Regions from separate parts of the Sus scrofa genome. Here regions 2 and 3 are each linked to region 1. A link is a contact called in public Hi-C data. All regions are on one chromosome and are shown on one strand. The core of a region is the stretch at or near the end of the contact, and the rest is flanking DNA. Distances in the headings are between cores, read along the strand shown.

Region 1 (2,570 bases), core at 31-2,530:
TTGTACCCAAAGGGGGAAAAAATCAATTTTAGTATTTTCTCATGTACATTTTTTAAAAAAGGAACAAAAGCACCTTAAGAAGCACCTTAAGAAAAAAAAAAAAAAAACCTGAAGCATAGTTGATTTACAGTTGTGTTGGTTTCAGGTGCCCTAAGTTTAAAGAAAAATCTTTGGTAGTGGCTGTTGTTTATCTATATTAGAATCTAGAATAAGGTGCTTTGGATTTAGCAGTGTATGTATATTTATTTTAGGTTTATTATTGAGTAATTTCATAATAAATAGCGTTAAAATAGTAATGTAGCAATATATTCTATGGTGTTCCTCAAAGAATACCATGACTTTCAAGTGTGGGAACCATGGCTCCAGAATAACTTTTTATATTATTTTTTGCTGAACCGAAGCATGCAGCAGTTCCCAGGCCAGCGATGGAACCGGAGTCACAGCAGTGAGCGGAGACACAGCAATGACAACCCCGGATCCTTAATCCACTGTGCCACCAGGGAACTTTCCGGTATAACTTTTTAAACCACTTCTACTTGTCTTCTTCCTTTCCTGTCTGTACCCTGGGCTGTTTAGTAGACACACTTTTTTGCCTGACTGTGAGTAGGCAGCAGCCCAACTTGAATAAGTTTGGGCGGCCAGACTGTACTCACAGATGAAATGATAAAGAGGATTTAGAAAGTCATCTTGTCCAGTGCTTTCCAAACCTGGCAGAGCATCAAAATGGACAACTCGAAATATGCGTTAAAACAATCCTGGGTCCCTGTCCTAGATCCCCATACAATGGATATGCAATGGGACCTGAGATCTGTATCTTGATTAAAAGGCCTTTGATCATATAAATTTAATTCCTGAAAGAAATAGTGGCCCAAAGCAGTCACGGCTGGACAGATCTCCCGACGGAGATTCGCGGTTCTCCTCTTTAGAATGCGGCGGAAGGGCATTTGGATTTTTGTTTTGGAGTCGTCGGGAAGGGCTTGCTTTTCCGGGCTTTCTAGGCTCGCTAGATTGGTCTTCTCTCGCGGTTCTCTCTACGCAGGACACGCGGTGCGATAGCGGATCCACAAGCGTCACCTGGGCCGCTGCCCAATTAGTTTCTTCCAAGAACCTGGCGAAGCCTTAGGCAAGGCTGCGGGGCGGAGCCAAGAGAAAGAGCCCCTCCTTCTCTGCCCCGCCCCCTTCTCTGCCTCGCCCTCGCCCTGCTCCATCCTATGCCCATCCTCCGCTGGAGGCTTGGGGCGGAGCTTAGACACCGCCCCATCCACTCGGCGCAAGCCAGCCGCGGGGGGAGGGGAAGCGTTCGGGAAAGCTGTTCGTCTTCTTTTAAAAATATATTTCAGGTGTGCAGCATCAGAGTTCAACATATTTGCACACTGCAGCGTAGTCACCACCTCAAGTCTCTAGCTTCCATCCATTCGTATACATTTAACCCACTTCATGCATTTCACCCACCCCCCTGGAAGCTGATGGTCCTGCGGTCGCAGAGCTGATTGGCTGATCTTGGGCGTCTACGCCGCCCGGTTTTCCGGAATTTGGGTTGAGCTGGGGAAAATCGAGTATGGCCTCGTTTAGTCAGCGTGTCTTGTTGAGTCAGCCCTTGCGCGAGCTGCAGGGACCTCTGCTCCCACCCAAGGACCTGCTGGAGGCGGAAGATGATTATCTGAGGGAGGATGTGGAGGATGATGAAGACACGGTGTTTGTCGATGCTGAGGAACTCTGCAGTGGGGGCATAAAGGCTGGCAGCCTTCCCGGGCGGCTCCGTGGTAAGGACGCAACTCGCCCCGGGGAATGGGATTGGAGGATGAGTGAACTGTTTACTAATACGACCTCCACCTAAGTAAGGCGCCCCCTCGCTGCTAACAGGCTTGTTTTGAGATGGTCTAGGTGTTTCGTCTTGTGTAGGCTAAAATTAACAGTAACAGCAATAATAGTAACAGTGGCTTGAGCAAGTACTCTGTGTTAAGCTTGGGCTCCACGTGCATCTCATTTAGTTCACAACTTTTTGAGGTAGTTTCATAGTCAAGAAAACAATGGATATCCAGCCAGTATTCACACTCAGAATCAGGGCTTTTAACTATTTCCCTGTCTTTTCTGGAGTCGAATACGTGGTTATTTTTCAGCTATTTAGACATACACAAGAAACACGTGAAGGCACTGTTAATTCATTAACCTTGTCTTAACCTTGTGATCTGTGTTTACCTTGTATAGTTTCCTGTCCTATGAATTACACCTACTGTGTGTACCTCGTGACTGATGTTTAAGAATGTTTGAATGTTCAGACCAGAACTGTCAGTACAATTTTCTGTGGCGATGGTATTGCTTTATATTAAACTACCCTCTGCAGTAGCTGCTAGCCAGGTGTAGCTGAGAACTTCAGATGCAGCTTGTGCACCTGAGGAGCTGAATGTTAAAATTTAATTGATTTAAGTTTAAGTAGTTATATGTGAGTGGATCGCACGGGTTTAGACAGAACGTTTTTAAGTATATGTGGAGGGTTTAGTCATTTATCCTAAAGCTGTTAGTGACTGGCTACCACATTCAAGCAGTGTGTTTGTTGCTAGGATATTCTG
Region 2 (2,570 bases), core at 32-2,531, 160 kb before region 1:
CATCCTTCTCTCATTCCAGAGCTTTTAAAAAACACTTAACCCATAAAAATATACAACCCCCGCTCCAGACGGCTCTCACTTTTCTGGACGACCTCCTGCCCTAGGCCAGCTCTCATTTTCTGGGACTGTCTGCATTCTGCCTATGGTATGCGTATCCCTAAATAACCTTGCTTTCCCTTTACTCTGGTTTGCTCTTGAATTCTTTCCTGATGGAAGCCAATAACCCTGACTGGCAGTCGGTCCTAAGGATCCCTGCAGGTCCCAGGACGTGACACTTCCCTTCTCCTGCAACACGACAAAGACAGGGGCTAAATACGTCCTATTCATCGCTGGATCTTCCAATGTATAGCCCTTTACACATAGTAAAGTTTAAACAAATATTTGTTGAACATATGACTGGTGGAGTAACATTTTTTGGATGCCAGCAATCACAAATTCACTCACTCCCCAGAGTACCCAAGCCCTGAGAGGAGCAGGGACATAAGGGTGGCAGCACACAACCTCGACAGCCGAGGTTAACCTGACCGTGACTGAACGACTAAGGAAAGCCTCCACTTCCCACAGAGGACCGGGAAGCCCGAGGGCCGTCACCAAGACCACGGCAGGCCCGATCCCTCCAGGAGGCCTGCGTCTCTAGGCCAGGATCAAGCTTGCCCAAAAAGGGACTAAGCTTGAGAAAAGACGCTCTACTCGCAGCGGAATCGAGTCCCAAACCCCAAGCCCCACTGGAGTCAGGGGGTAAAGAACTCACCTGAGAAAGCGCAGAAACTTAGACGCCACACGCCACTCACGCCGACAGGAAGTCCCTAAACTTCCGCCTTCCGGGCAGCCAGCTCCGCTGCACGCCGGGAGCCCAAATGCCCCGGATGGCCTGGAGAGGCGGGTTCTCTGGAGTCCGGGGCTGACGCACTTCCTGCCTTCAGGGCGAGTGGGGACGTAGTCTGTCTCCTCCTAGGTGGGTTGTAAAGTCGGATTTAAAGCGGGGGAACCCCGGCTGGGGATCCGGCTCCAGCGAGACCTGCTTTCCGGACGGGGGCGGGGCAACCCCTAGACTAATCCTAGGAGGGGTCCCTGCCAGATGACCTCCTTTGTTGCCTGTCCAACAGAGAGCTGAGAGCCTACCTTTAGAACTCACCTCTCGCCTCACACCTCGCATCGCCCAATTAAGATTGTTACAGAAACTGCAGAAACATGGCAGCAGAAGGAGACAAAGGGCACTCAGGAATGTGGCAAAGCGAGGTTTATTCAGCACCAGTGTGGGCTCAGAGGAGTCACCTCCAGAGTCTGAGCACCAGGTCCTTGTTCTCAGCAACTTTTATACCCTACTGGGTCTTGTTTTTCCCATGTTAGGAGCTGGGACCTCCCCCTTCCCTGAACGGACTGTGTTCCTAACTGATAATCGTTTGGAGCAGATTAGCTGGTGAGCAGAACTGAACAGGCACTCTGCTGCTTTTTCAGACAAGGAGGGGGATTATGTCTCTTAGTTAAATCTCCTGCTTCAGGATCCTCTTTATTTGTAGCCCTTAAATTTCCCCAATCCCAGGTGATGGTCTCACAGTTGTATGTCAAAACTTGTCAAATTGTATCCTTTAAATATGTGTAACTAGTTGTATATCAGTTATACCTTAAAGCTATTAGGCAAAACAACCCCTTTCCCGTCCAAAGACAAGTTCAGAGGATAAAATGATCAAACTAATTCAGATATTCCCTTAATGTATACCAGACACAATGTAAGCCTTGGGACAGATGAATTAGGTGAAGGACACATTGATGACAAACAACTTGACTAGTTGTTTTTATTATAATTTTACATATGCTCCTAAAACATTGGCTTCAGAACCAGGCAGGTCTGTGGGATTTATGGTTCTAACCCTTCCTTGTGAGTAGTATGAGTAATGTCTCAGAGCCTGGATTTCCTTATCTATAGAATGAAGCTGATAATCCTAGATAGGGGATATAAGAGCCCAACAAATGGTCACACATTTTTACAAAAATTTCAGACATGCACAGGACTATTTGTAAGCAGTATTTTCTAGATATTTACAATATATACCAATAAATAGTCTGAATTGTCTTTAATCATGGCTTAGTAAACTCCTGTCTGGTTACAAGTAGAGTTTACTGAAACAATTTATGGGTACTTTTTTCTTTAAATTTGCATCCTTGAAGAAAGCGTGCATCATGTGGAAATTACTAAACTCAGAATTCAGCAAGTGTTTTGTTAGTTTTTTTTTAAACAGGGTGAAAAACGCTTATAACATGTAGTGTGTGTGTGTCTGTGTGTGTGTTTAAAAGCATGCTTGTTGGGGAGTGGGGGATGCACTGGGGCTTTAGGATGGAAATGCTATAAAACTGGGTTGTGATGATCGTGTACAATTATAAATGTAATAAAATTCATTGAGTAATTTTTAAAAATAAAAATAAAAGCATGCTTGAAAAACCTTTCTTTAAAGGGGAAATTAAGTTTCTATAGAGCAAGTGGATTCCTATTTTATAAGTTAACCATATATTAGATCTTAGCCATCTCTGCCAAAAATACATGTTCACACTGTATTTTAAATTGGAGAAGG
Region 3 (2,570 bases), core at 42-2,541, 130 kb before region 1:
CCAGTTAGATGAGGGATCTAGAGTGGTCGAATCCACAGAACAGAAAAGTAGAACGGTGGCTTCCTGGAGCTAGGGAAAGGGGAAAGTGGGAAGTTGTTTGCTGAGTATAGAGTTTGTTTTGCAAGATAAAAACATTCTGGTGACACTGAAAATGCTTAACATACTGTACTGTACTTAAAAATAATTAAAATGGTAAAATTTTAATGTTATGCATATTTTACCACAATTTACAACTTTCTAATTTAAAAGCTGAGCCCACTTGCCAAAATAATTTCAAAATTCAATTCTAGAAATACAGATACTAGGAATCAAGATTCTCTGTGCATAATCTCTTCATAATTCCTCTTCCAGGAAAAGTTCCAGCTGCCATATAGGATGAAAACCTGAGGCAGCTTCCGTGACCAACTGGCTGAACTAGAGCAGACAATGAATTCCACTTGCATGAAGCTGAGCATTTTAAATTCAAATAATTTCTGCCCACTGAACATTGCATAGTAACATAACTAACATGGTCTTAGGAAACTTCCACTTCCAGCAACTGCCTCAAAATGTTGAGTTCTAGGTCCTGCAGAGAAAAAACAGCAACGAAATAGATATGGTGCCTGCCCTCACAGATCTTACGATTCGGCAAAGACAGACAAGGGCATAGAAACTTGAAACGCTGTTCTAAACCAAAAACATTCAAGCAGGTAACTCCTTTCAGGTGTGCGTCACAACGATCACATAATAAGCTTATTTTCACCAAAAAAGTAACCCTTGGTTTCTCTTAATTGAAAGATGCCAGATTCAGGCTGTGAAATATTCAGCTGTCCCTTTCTACACCCAAGAAGACTGAGGGACTCCAGATCAGGTGTCAAAGAGCACAGCGGGGCTACCACTTCTCCTCCCCCTCTGACCCCTGCGGAGGGAGGACGCTCTTCCTCCGAGATGGGGGACCCGCAGGGTCGGAAGGCTGCGGTCTGAACCCCTGGACTCAGGCGCTGTCTCCAGAGCACCACCGTGGGGGATGCTCGCCTCGGAAACCGGAAACCCGCCCCCAGAGACCCGCAGCGCGCCTGACAGACGAGGGTGGCCGAGAGGGGCCCGGCGAGGGGCCACGTACCCATTCGGATGTGCACGCTGGCGGAGGCCACGCAGCTGCCATAGTTGAAGTCATCCTCGATCGAGGAGCAGGGGTAGCGGGGGTCAGGGTCTGCCATGGCCGCGCGAAACCCCCAGCCGCCCAGCCGAGCCAGGGAGACGACGCCGGCACAACGGCCTCCAAGCCACTTCCGGAGGGAGGATCCAGCCCCAACTAGCCGAGCGGCGTCGGCCGAGCCAAGCCCCAGCTAATCGATGATCTCACCTCAAGAATCCAGTTAGGCTGAGAAAAAGGAGAGTGCTTTAGGTTAGGTTGGGAGAGAAAACGAATTACATTCTCGGCGTCATCTGAAGTGTAGGTTTTCTCACATTTTCTTCCACCAGCTTCTTACATCGTCTGACCTGGAAAGTTGCTAACGTGATAAAAGCGAAGACCTATTCATCCATTTATTCAACAAACACTCATCTCATTCATACACTCCACCAATAATCACTCTGGGGAGACACCTTTAATTACATTGCCTTTATTGAAGTATAGTTGATTTTAATTACACTATCTTGTTGTTGTTGTTGGCCATGCCTGCAGCACGCAGAAGTTCCTTGGCCAGAAATCTCACTCGTGCCGCAGCCGTGATCCAAGCCACATCAGTGACAATGCCATATCCTTTAACTGCTAGGCCACCAGGGAACTCTTAACTACATGATCTTTAATAATAATAACCCCTAAACTTGTTGAGCACTTCCTGTAAACCAGGCTTTCTGAATGAGATAATGCTTAGTCCTGGAATACAAATAGGAACCAACCAGGGAAGAGCAGAGTGATGGAGGTAGGTTCTCAAAGGACCAACATCTGCAAAGTGGCGTCTACCAGGGAGCTAAGTTCAGGTGGAGTAGGCCACTGATGGCAAGGAATGAGGCTGAATAGATAAAGGCCAGATTACTGTCTGCTAAATGTAGAATATGTTGGAAAGAGTCAAGACCAATGACGGGAAAGAGGGGATGTTGTCTTAATAAAACAAATCATGGTGACAAATAGGATGGATCAATGTGAACGTTCATGGTATTGCTGTCATTCCAATATGAAGACAAGGTGTAGATATACCCAGAATATTATCATCTCAGGATTTCTTGGAATTTTTTTGATGAGTTTACTTTGATCCACCCACAATTGACATCCTCATTTTATTTTTTATTTATTTATTTATTTATTTATTTGGTCTTTTTGCCATTTCTTGGGCCGCTCCCGCGGCATATGGAGATTCCCAAGCTAGGGGTCCAATCGGAGCTGTAGCTGCCAGCCTACGCCAGAGCCACAGCAACGCAGGATCCGAGCCATGTCTGCAACCTACACCACAGCTCACAGCCACGCCGGAACCTTGACCCACTGACCAAGGGCAGGGATTGAACCCGCAACGTCATGGTACCTAGTCTTATTCGTTAACCACTGCGCCACGACGGGAACTCCGAAATCCTCATTTTAACTGTAATAC

Evidence for each region. Hi-C and Micro-C count contacts between places; a contact is called where the count stands out from the background.
Region 2: a Hi-C map of liver shows a contact between it and region 1, with 4 times the contacts expected there. The contact joins the promoter of LLPH here to the promoter of HELB in region 1. A contact is called at or near these places in 2 of 47 Hi-C or Micro-C datasets (heart right ventricle and liver).
Region 3: a Hi-C map of skeletal muscle shows a contact between it and region 1, with 7 times the contacts expected there. The contact joins the promoter of TMBIM4 here to the promoter of HELB in region 1. A contact is called at or near these places in 1 of 5 promoter capture datasets (liver), 6 of 47 Hi-C or Micro-C datasets (heart right ventricle, liver, mesenteric adipose tissue and 1 more) and 1 of 2 datasets of contacts at active chromatin or transcription factors (skeletal muscle).

The regions. Positions count from the first base shown.
Region 1 is chr5:30,644,098-30,646,667 of Sscrofa11.1, forward strand. It overlaps HELB (DNA helicase B), which reads left to right and starts at 1,281. Exons shown (of 13, transcript XM_003126364.4): 1 at 1,281-1,763. The coding sequence starts at 1,559.
Region 2 is chr5:30,484,253-30,486,822 of Sscrofa11.1, forward strand. LLPH (protein LLP homolog) reads right to left here and starts at 1,282. Exons shown (of 3, transcript XM_003126360.5): 1 at 752-1,282.
Region 3 is chr5:30,510,267-30,512,836 of Sscrofa11.1, forward strand. It overlaps TMBIM4 (protein lifeguard 4), which reads right to left and starts at 1,292. Exons shown (of 7, transcript XM_003481653.4): 1 at 1,103-1,292. The coding sequence starts at 1,199.